2 separate regions of the Zea mays genome follow, and region 1 is linked to region 2. The links are chromatin contacts, called in public Hi-C maps. All regions are on one chromosome and are shown on one strand. The core of a region is the stretch at or near the end of the contact, and the rest is flanking DNA. Distances in the headings are between cores, read along the strand shown. Region 1 holds the start of LOC100216781. Region 2 holds the start of LOC103641899 (eukaryotic translation initiation factor 4G).

What was found. A called contact is a pair of places that touch in the nucleus more often than the background predicts.
Region 1: a Hi-C map of leaf shows a contact between it and region 2, with 4 times the contacts expected there. The contact joins the promoter of LOC100216781 here to the promoter of LOC103641899 in region 2. A contact is called at or near these places in 11 of 25 Hi-C or Micro-C datasets (bundle sheath, ear, leaf and 3 more).

What each region holds. Positions count from the first base shown.
Region 1 is chr10:136,627,541-136,631,991 of Zm-B73-REFERENCE-NAM-5.0, forward strand. LOC100216781 reads left to right here and starts at 1,390. Exons shown (of 13, transcript NM_001359499.1): 1 at 1,390-1,514; 2 at 1,600-1,948; 3 at 2,370-2,899; 4 at 2,980-3,069; 5 at 3,147-3,386; 6 at 3,534-3,755; 7 at 3,841-4,147; 8 at 4,238-4,451. The coding sequence starts at 1,636.
Region 2 is chr10:136,470,880-136,475,790 of Zm-B73-REFERENCE-NAM-5.0, forward strand. It overlaps LOC103641899 (eukaryotic translation initiation factor 4G), which reads left to right and starts at 3,150. Exons shown (of 11, transcript XM_008665204.4): 1 at 3,150-3,386; 2 at 3,721-3,901; 3 at 3,988-4,124; 4 at 4,466-4,591; 5 at 4,725-4,789; 6 at 4,869-4,911. The coding sequence starts at 3,744.

The sequences.
Region 1 (4,451 bases), core at 140-2,639, 150 kb after region 2:
ACAAATCCAGTCCGGTGCGCTCGCAGACAACCCAGATATGTTGTTTTCTAAGTTAGGAGGCAACGTCTCCAAGGACCTATTGTCCTATATAAAGGACCCTAGGCGCCTCCATTCAGTACCCAAGTACTCCAAGTGCACAACAACACTCCGACACTCTGCAACAAAGTGTTCTAATGATTAAGTGAGATCCGAGTGACATTTCTGAGCTGTTCTTGCGTCTTTGTGACATTGTGCACTTATGTTTTTTTCTTGCATGTGTTGCTGCAATTTGCTCTTGCGTGTATACTTTCTCTCTATACCTTGCTCTAAGTTGTAACTTTGATCTTCTGTAAGGCTGTAAGAGACTCCAACTTGTGGAGATTCCTTGCAAACAGGAACACACTTGATATAAGAAAGAATTGTGGCACTCAAGTTTAATCTACATGATCACTTAAGAAGGGTTGAGTGCAACCCTTGTCCAAAGGAGGACACCACAACGTGGATGTAGGCTTTGTCGAACCACGTGATAAGAATCACTTGTCTTTTACTTTCTTGCGATTTACTTTCTTTCTAAGTTCTCTCTATTCACTTATGATATTCCTCTTGGTATAGTTCATATCTTAGAAGAGCAATCAAGCGAAGGGAACTTTTCTCTCTTCTTCCTGTCTGAAACTTGGTTTTAGTACGCACTGACTTCTTTTTAGACCAAGTTTATGTTATGTTAAATTAATTTTGCAGGATCACATATTCACCTCTCTAGGTGCTTTCATAGGCGCCAGGTCCTCGCGTTGTTCGATCAATGTGGGACGACACTCAACTACTGCAGGCCCACCTGTCAGCGACTAGAGAGGGGTACCGATTCTGGTGTAACATGAAACATGTACTTGCAGTCCTCTAATTACCCCGTTGTTCAATGCATATCAGGAATATATTTGATAACCAAAATTATAAGAGTACTTAGGTCCACCAACTACATATGTATCTATAGTTGATAGCCGGACGAGACACGCTTGACAAGACAATTTGCGCTTCTAGCTTACGGTATTATCGTGCCACCCGACATTCTGCTTCTGAGTGTTTGGTCCTACAGATTTCCGTCCTAACAGTGTCGCACGTGCAGTTCAGCTAGCAAGACAACAATATATGAAAATAAAAATTTGTAGAAAAATAAAATAATAAGTATTTTAAACAAAAACCCGAATATTTTAGTGAGGGAGTATAGGCAAACCCTTCTATAATACGCAAAACAATATTGTCATAAAAATTAGGGAAAAGACCAGAACGCCCCGTATCCCGTGGGAAGCGGTCAATGCGAGAACGTGACAATCTGTTAGCAAATCCGTAATTAATCCTAATTCCGGGCCCGATTTGATAAGACCGCGATTCGCCCCGCGGAAAAAATACCTAGGCCATGTCAGGTCGCTAGGTCTCCGTGTCAGGTCACTGCAATCCGAAGGCCGCACCTTTCGCCTCCGGGCTCCGGCGCTAGGGTTTCGCCTACATCCCAATTCGATCCGCGAGCTTACCACGACCAGGTACGCCCCCACGATTCCATCACCGGCTCCCAGGTTCGGTCTCTGGTTCCGCTGAATCTCTGTTTTTTTCCTTGGTGATGTCCAGGTGATTTCTTCCCCTTTTATTGCGGTGACGTGGGAGATGCCGCCGAAGTCTAAGAGGGGTGGCGCTGCCGCCGCGAGGAAGGCGCCGGGGACGAGGAGCCGGATGGGGAGGGCGCAGGCTGCTGCGGCGGAGGCGCCGGTTGTGGAGGCGCCGGCTGCTGCGGTGGAGGCGCCGGTTGTGGAGGCGCCGGCTGCTGCGGCGGAGGTGCCGGCTGTGGAGGCGCCGGCCGAGGAGGCCCCGAAGGTGGCGGAGGAGCTGAAGCAGCAGCCCTCGCCTCTGCTGCCGCAACAGCCGGTGGTGGAGGAGAAAGGCTCCGATGGCGCAGCCAACAGTGTCAACCGCGGCGAAGGTATTGTTTCTGCTCCTATTTCGTGTATGTGTCGTGGTCGTGGACTTCTGTTGTGATCTATCCTGCGGCCTCAGAGATTTATATTTTTAGTTGTAGCATGGCAGTTGTATTATGGTTCAATAATCCCTATTATACTTGGTGGAGCATGAACATATATTTTGACCATTCTATTGATGACACGCCCAGGATATTTATTTGGATGCCTGTGGCTATTTGACATTCTGTTTTGACAATAACTACTATAGGCTTTCCCGGTAAAAAAAAACTACTATAGGTTCTACCTAGCTTGAAATAGAACAAAGAAGATTATATGTTTATTGTAATTATGGCTGATGAGCTCTGCTCTATATGGGTCTTATATCATTCACTGTTTTATCCTAAAGTAAGCTTATGGAAGAGTGTCTTGTGCCCAAATTTTTAGATGATGGAGTTGCAAAAGAAATATATGAAGAAGAGGACAAAGGTGAACGGCTTGAGTTTGAGGATGAACCAGAATATGAAGAGGAGGCTGCTGTAGACTATGATGAGAAAGATTTGGAGCAGTATGAAGAACAATACGAGGATGGTGATGAAGAGGTGGAGTATACTGAAGATGTGGTTGAAGTGGAGACTGATATTGTGGGTGAGGAACTTGATGAAGGTGGTGTTGATGGGGAGGGGGAGGGATACGAAAATGATGATGAAGAACATCATGTGGATGTGGATGATGCAGAGCAGGATGAAATGGTTAAAGAGCACCGCAAGCGGAAAGAGTTTGAAGTTTTTGTTGGTGGTCTGGATAAAGATGCAACAGAAAATGACCTTAAGAAGGTTTTTGGTGAAGTTGGTGAGATCACTGAAGTTCGTCTGATGATGAACCCTGCCACAAAGAAGAATAAAGGCTTTGCCTTCCTGCGATATGCAACTGTAGAGCAAGCAAGGCGTGCTGTTTCAGAGCTAAAGAATCCACTGGTTGGTTTTAAGATTGACTATTTTATTTTTCTGTTATATCCTTTTCTCATGTGACTTACATATTTTATTTAATACTCCAGGTGCGGGGTAAACAATGTGGTGTTGCTCCAAGTCATGACAATGATACACTCTTTGTCGGCAATATCTGCAAAACATGGACAAAAGAACATGTATGACACTTGCGATTTGTTTTCATGATTTTCATTTGCTTCTTTGCTGAAGAAATAACTTGTTTTGGCTTTTGCAGTTGAAGGATAAACTGAAGAGTTATGGAGTTGAAAGTTTTGACGACTTACTACTGGTTGAGGATACAAACAATCCTGGGATGAATCGTGGCTATGCCTTGCTTGAGTTTTCTACTCGACCTGAGGCAATGGATGCTTTCAGGATATTGCAGAAGAGGGATGTAGTCTTTGGAGTTGATCGTAGTGCAAAGGTTTCCTTTGCTGATTCCTACCCTCAAGTTGATGACGAAATAATGGCACAGGTGACTACTTATTTTGTACAGTAATTATAACTTACAATTAAACATGAATTGCTCATTAGCATGTGTAACCAATAGTTTCTATGTATCCACCACATCTGTTTAAACTTTAAAGTTGTTGCATCCTGATGTATGTTATTTATTATTCAGGTCAGAACAGTATTTCTTGATGGCCTTCCTCCCTCATGGGATGAAGACCGTGTTAAGAAATATCTCAAAAAGTATGGAGCTATTGAGAAACTTGAACTTGCTCGAAACATGCCAGCTGCCAAGAGAAAGGATTTTGGGTTTGTTACATTTGATACGCATGATAATGCTGTTGCATGTGCTGAAGGGATAAGTAACTCTGAAATTGGTGAAGGTGATCACAAGGTCTGTTTTGCAAATTGCAATTTTATTTGCAGTGCTCTTATAAATACACTCTTTTTTCTGTAATGATTGTAATTTCCTGATTCAGGCAAAAGTAAGGGCTAGACTGTCGCGACCACTACAGAGACCACCTAGAATGAAGCATGGATTGAGAGGAAATTTTAGAGTCGGGCATGGTGCCCCACGGGGTGGCCGTTTACAGTACGCTCGTGCTCCTCCACCTCGCAGGCCTCCACCACGCCTTGTTCGGCCTGCTGGTAGTCGCTTACCACCAATCAGGAGCCATCCATTGAAACGACCCATATACATCAGAGATAGACGTCCTGCTATGCCAATGCTAGATAGAGCTAGGCGTTTACCTCCTTCAGGGAGATCTTATGACAGGAGGCCCCCAGGTTTGAAGGCCTTATATGTAACTATTCATTTGTGTTTCAGTGCAATGTATTATAGTCGTCTCACTTCTCCCACAATTTATTTGTGTACAGCTCCAGTTTACCTGAAGAAAAGTCCAAGGAGAGAATACGGGAGGCGTGATGAACTTCCTCCTCCAAGGAGCAGAGCTATGATTGATTACAGTCCTAGAGTTCCAGTTGATAGACGTCCCTCTTTGAGGGATGATTATTTACCCCGGGGATCAGGTTATTCAGACCTAGGTCCTCATAGTGCTCCCCATCTTTCTGATAGGCGAGCTTATGCTGA
Region 2 (4,911 bases), core at 1,900-4,399:
TCCGGTGAGCCAACAGTCGGTCGGGCCAACGGTCGGCCGCATAATCCGCATGCGACGCGTGGCAAGAGCCAACGGTCAGAAGGGGCACCGGACTGTCCAGTGCGCCAAAGGCTCCAAAGTGTCAACGGTCGGCTTCGCCAAAGAAGGAAAGAAATCCGCACCGGACAGTGTCCGGTGGTGCACCGGACTGTCCGGTGCGCCAGGCGACAGAAGGCAAGAATTGCCTTCTTGGAATGCTCTCAACGGCTCCTAGCTGCCTTGGGGCTATAAAAGGGCCCCTAGGCGCATGGAGGAGAACACCAAGCATTCTCTAAGTATTCCTAAGCACCAAGACTTCAATTCCACGCATTCGATTCTTTGTGATAGCAACTAGAGCTCCATTTGAGTAGAGAACTCTTTGAGTTGTGTTGAGAGCTCGTGTTGTGACTTGTGTCCGTATTGTCGCTCTGATTTTGTGTCTTGTGTGCGTTGCTCATCCCTCCCTTACTCCGTGCTTCTTTGTGAACATCAAAGTGTAAGGGCGAGAGACTCCAAGTTGTGGAGATTCCTCGCGAGCGGGATAAAGTAAACAAAGCAAAACATCGTGGTATTCAAGTGGGTCTTTGGACCGCTTGAGAGGGGTTGATTGCAACCCTCGTCCGTTGGGACGCCACAACGTGGAGTAGGCAAGTGTTGAACTTGGCCGAACCACGGGATAAACCACTGTGTCTATCTGTGATTGATCTTCTTGTGGTTATCGTGTCTTGCAAGGATTCTTCTCTAGCCACTTGGCTTTATTGTGCTAACTCCTAATCAAGTTTTGTGGTATTAAAGTTCAAGTTTTACAGGATCACCTATTCACCCCCCTCTAGGTGCTCTCAGGAAGGAATAAGTTCTTCATCTTTGATGAATTCCTCCAGATCTTGGGAATCCAACAAATCATCCTCACTTTCATTATAATCATCTTCCTCATTACCCTGACTGTCTAGATATCCTTTGTCACCTTTAGAAATTTTCCCAGACTTCATACCTTCTGAATGTTCAGTATGAAAACCAACTTCATTACCATGTGCTGAGGGATCCTCCAAGGGAGTTTTTCCCTTATCATCCATGCCAGATTTTTCACCACCACTTTTGGCCTTTTTAACAGATTTCTCCAGAGAAGGGTCACCAAAACCCTGTCTATCAACCGGAGCCCTCTTGCCCAGATTTATGGAGTCATAATTCCACCCTTCATCATTTATATTGTCAATTTTAAAGTAGATGTCATACAGAAAAGGTTTGACACCTACTTCAATGATTGGAGGAATCATGGCAACACTTTTGACATGAACTTTGAATCTCACAATATCTTTAGAATCTAAGGACAAAATGTCCACTTCTTCTACAACCCCAATTGTGGAGCCCAACTCATAGATAGCCTGGTAGTTCTGAAGTTCTTCAGGCACATTTTCAGCAACAATCCATATAGAGTGGAGTTTGGATTTTGGCTTAGCCTGTGAACTCCAAGAAGAAACAGAATTTTTTGCTCCAGACAGTTTCATTTTCAATTCAGGAAAATTGATCATTTCATCAAGCCTCTCTTGAGAAGGAAATTGCATCAGGAAACCAGAGTGACACTTGGTGGCTTTCCAAGTACGGCCCCAGGGGAAATGAAATCCAAAATCCTTCTCAAGATCCTCAGCCGAAATCAAGCCCTCAACCACTTTAACCAAACCAATGAAACTGCGCTTAGGTTTTTTTGACATAGGTTTGGAAAAGTGAGACGAGTAAAACCCTAACCCATCCGCCACCATCCCAACAATAGGCATACATGGCTTGTTTTGTTTGGGGAGAACGCACCTCGCTGTGTTGTGAGTTTCCTTGCGACAGATCTCGCACCATAAAGATTTGAAACAGTCCCTAGCATGATGCCCATCCGTACCGCATTTTTGGCAGAAAAAACGATGCACCAGTTCATTCTCTTTTTTCAGAATAGGGGGAGGGGGGTTTTAAGGATACCTGACCGACCGCCATCACCGGAAGAAGAGGTAAGGATGTCACCCTTGTTCTCGGGTTTTCCAGAACCCGGCTTCAGGCGCCAGCTAAGACTCCGATTCTTTCCCCAAGACTGCGAACCCTGAGGGGCGTCTTTTGGACCCCATCGGTCCCAGTTAGGGTTACAATTCTTCGGATCCATTCGACGCGAAGCAGAAGAGCGACCCGGGAGGGACCACTCCTCGTCAACTTCAGGCGGATGAAACAGAGAAGAAAACCAACCACCGATGAAGCTAGAACGCGTCGAGAACGGGAGAGACCAGAGACGAGAGAGACGCGACGCGAAATGGGGAAATGAATGAGAACCAACAAAATCGGGCGAAAACCCTAGACGCTCACCAGGAGAAAACCCTCCACCACTCGCCGACTCGACTTGCGCGTCGCACTGGGCCTCGTTCGAAGGCGACCTCCCAGAAGACCGATCTGTGCGGGGGGGGGGGGGGGGGGGGAGAACAAAGGAAGCGGCCCATGGACCACGGGCGCAGCAACGCGGGCCGATGATGAACAGGAAGAAGACGCTTCTGGAGCCAGCCATCATCCTTTTTTTTCTCCTCATCCTTTTCCCCCACCCCTTTCCCCCTAACTTATAGTCTAGTTAACTATTCCCTTCGGTGTTCTATTATTTATCGTTTTGGACAAGATTTGAGTCAAACTTATACAATTTTGACTACACAATTGTTTTGTTATTTAGTTTTGAAACCTAATATTTATATGCATCGATTTGTCTTAAAAAATATTTTATATAAGTATAAATGCATTAAGAGTTTATTTATATTTTAACAAAAAAATTATTCAAACCTATATTTTAGAGATCGTGTCATTGTCCTAAACGACAAATAACATGATACCGGATGGAGTATTAGTTACACCCTCAACTATCCATTAGTTATTATCTAGTTCAACTCAGCTAAAATTAGCTAATAGTTAGTCTGTTATTTATTAAATAGCTAATTCTACTATCGACTTTTTAGCCAACTAACTATTAATTCTAACTCAGTGCATTCAAACCGTACCTTTCACTCATATAGTCGTATCCGATGTAGTGGTAGCACCTTACTAACAGTAGAAGCTGATAGCATCTTCCGGAGCGGTTTGCGCTTAAACCCTCAACCACTAATCTCCCATTGCTAATCCTGGCACCGGTGGTTAATCACCGCCCAGACCTTCACACGCGTCCCGGCCTTCCACTTGTCTCGCCTCCCCACCCACCAACACCTTTAGTTCCCTCCAAATTTCCCCCGGCCTTCTCGCCCTCGTCGCCCTGCCTCTCAAATTCGCTCTGCGACCCATTCCATTCCGCCTTCGCCGCACCGGCACTAAACCTAAAACCCGACCGTGTTTCCTGTCGCTGCTTGTCGTCGCCTGATCATGTACGACTCTCTGGGGTTTTTTTTCCCCGCTCGTTGGGCTCCATATTTCCTGCAATTTGGTTAATCTTAGTCGCATTCTAAAAATAAATTCATGGCGCCGATCCTTTCACCGCAAGGATTTTTTTTCGTTTTTTCTTTTCCTCAATATATTTTAAATTTTTTTGGTGGTGGCTTCGCTGCAATGTATTTAGAGAGAAATCTCAAAGTAGTATTAAGCGAGATTTTCCATGCACTTTTCAATCTTCTGTATGGTTATAGCTTAACGCCTTAAACCAATTGTTGATCCGAACCCATTGTGGGTACGAGCTTCAAACTTTTTTTCCCGGTGTCGCAGAGATCGAATTGAAGCGGGGATATATGTACAGGAACCAGTTTAGGTCGGATCGATTGAACGACCACGCCACCACTGCGCGGAGGCCCGGCCGCGGGAGCGGCAGTAGCTCGCATTGGGTCGTCTCCGGCGGCCGTGGAAGCACCGCTCCGGCTACGCGGCTGCGATCGCCGCCCTACCGGAGGTGAGACACGTGTTATTGTTTATTCATCGTGTCGGCGTGTATAACTGTATATTGATTGTTATGATGTTTATTGCATCTATTTGCAGCGGGAGGCCCGGGAGCGTGCAGCAGCAGTACAGGCCGAGATCGCCGGCGAGTGTCCCGATCCAGGGGAATGCCATTGGCTGCGCTCCTCCTTGTGGGAGTGGTGCCTCTGCTGAGCACACGGGACCAGTGAACCAAGGTGCAAATGCCTGTAGTATGTGAACTTTCGGAACCATCACTTTCTCTGATCGTACATGCATACTTGAGTGATTGACGTGCACATAAGAATGTGTGGATGTAGACCATGCCATTTTGTAGTGGTGCTACATGGAACTCTACTGTTTTTTTTTCTATATAACCCTTTCGCATGGCATCTTTGCCTTTATGGTAAGTTTCTAGCAAATATTGATGAGATCAGAATGTTTAGAAACCGATTTCATTGCTTTCCTGTTACCACTTTAGCTAGTATATATCACATCATAAACCACCTTGCTAAAGCTTTCTTCTTAGAGAAACTGTCTGATGATCTCTCTTTCGTAGAGACTTTCGGATCACTGGATAATGTGAAACCTTCCAATTTTCCTGCTCAGAGTGATGGTTTGAGTTGTGTCTCTGCTGAAGAAACCTGGCCAGCAGATTCCCCAACCCCAACACTACAGACAAAAGGTTATTCTGCTTGGCAAGAATTTTGAGCTTAACATGATAAGTAGCAACAAGTCCTGTAGTTATATTTTAAATTGATTGTCATTTTAATATCGGATAAGATTACCTTATGAATTCTGATGATGTTGGCCACCAGGATATTCATCCCCTTCATTTACTCTTCAGTTTGGAACTTTTAACTCAGGAGTTATTAACAAACAGGCATGGGATCCTTGTTCAACTATTTTTCTGTTGGCTTTTCGGTTTGCTACCCGCTAATGCCATGCTGATATTTTTGCAGGAAACTACTTCCTGCACATCCTCAGCCCCTCCTGATCTGAATG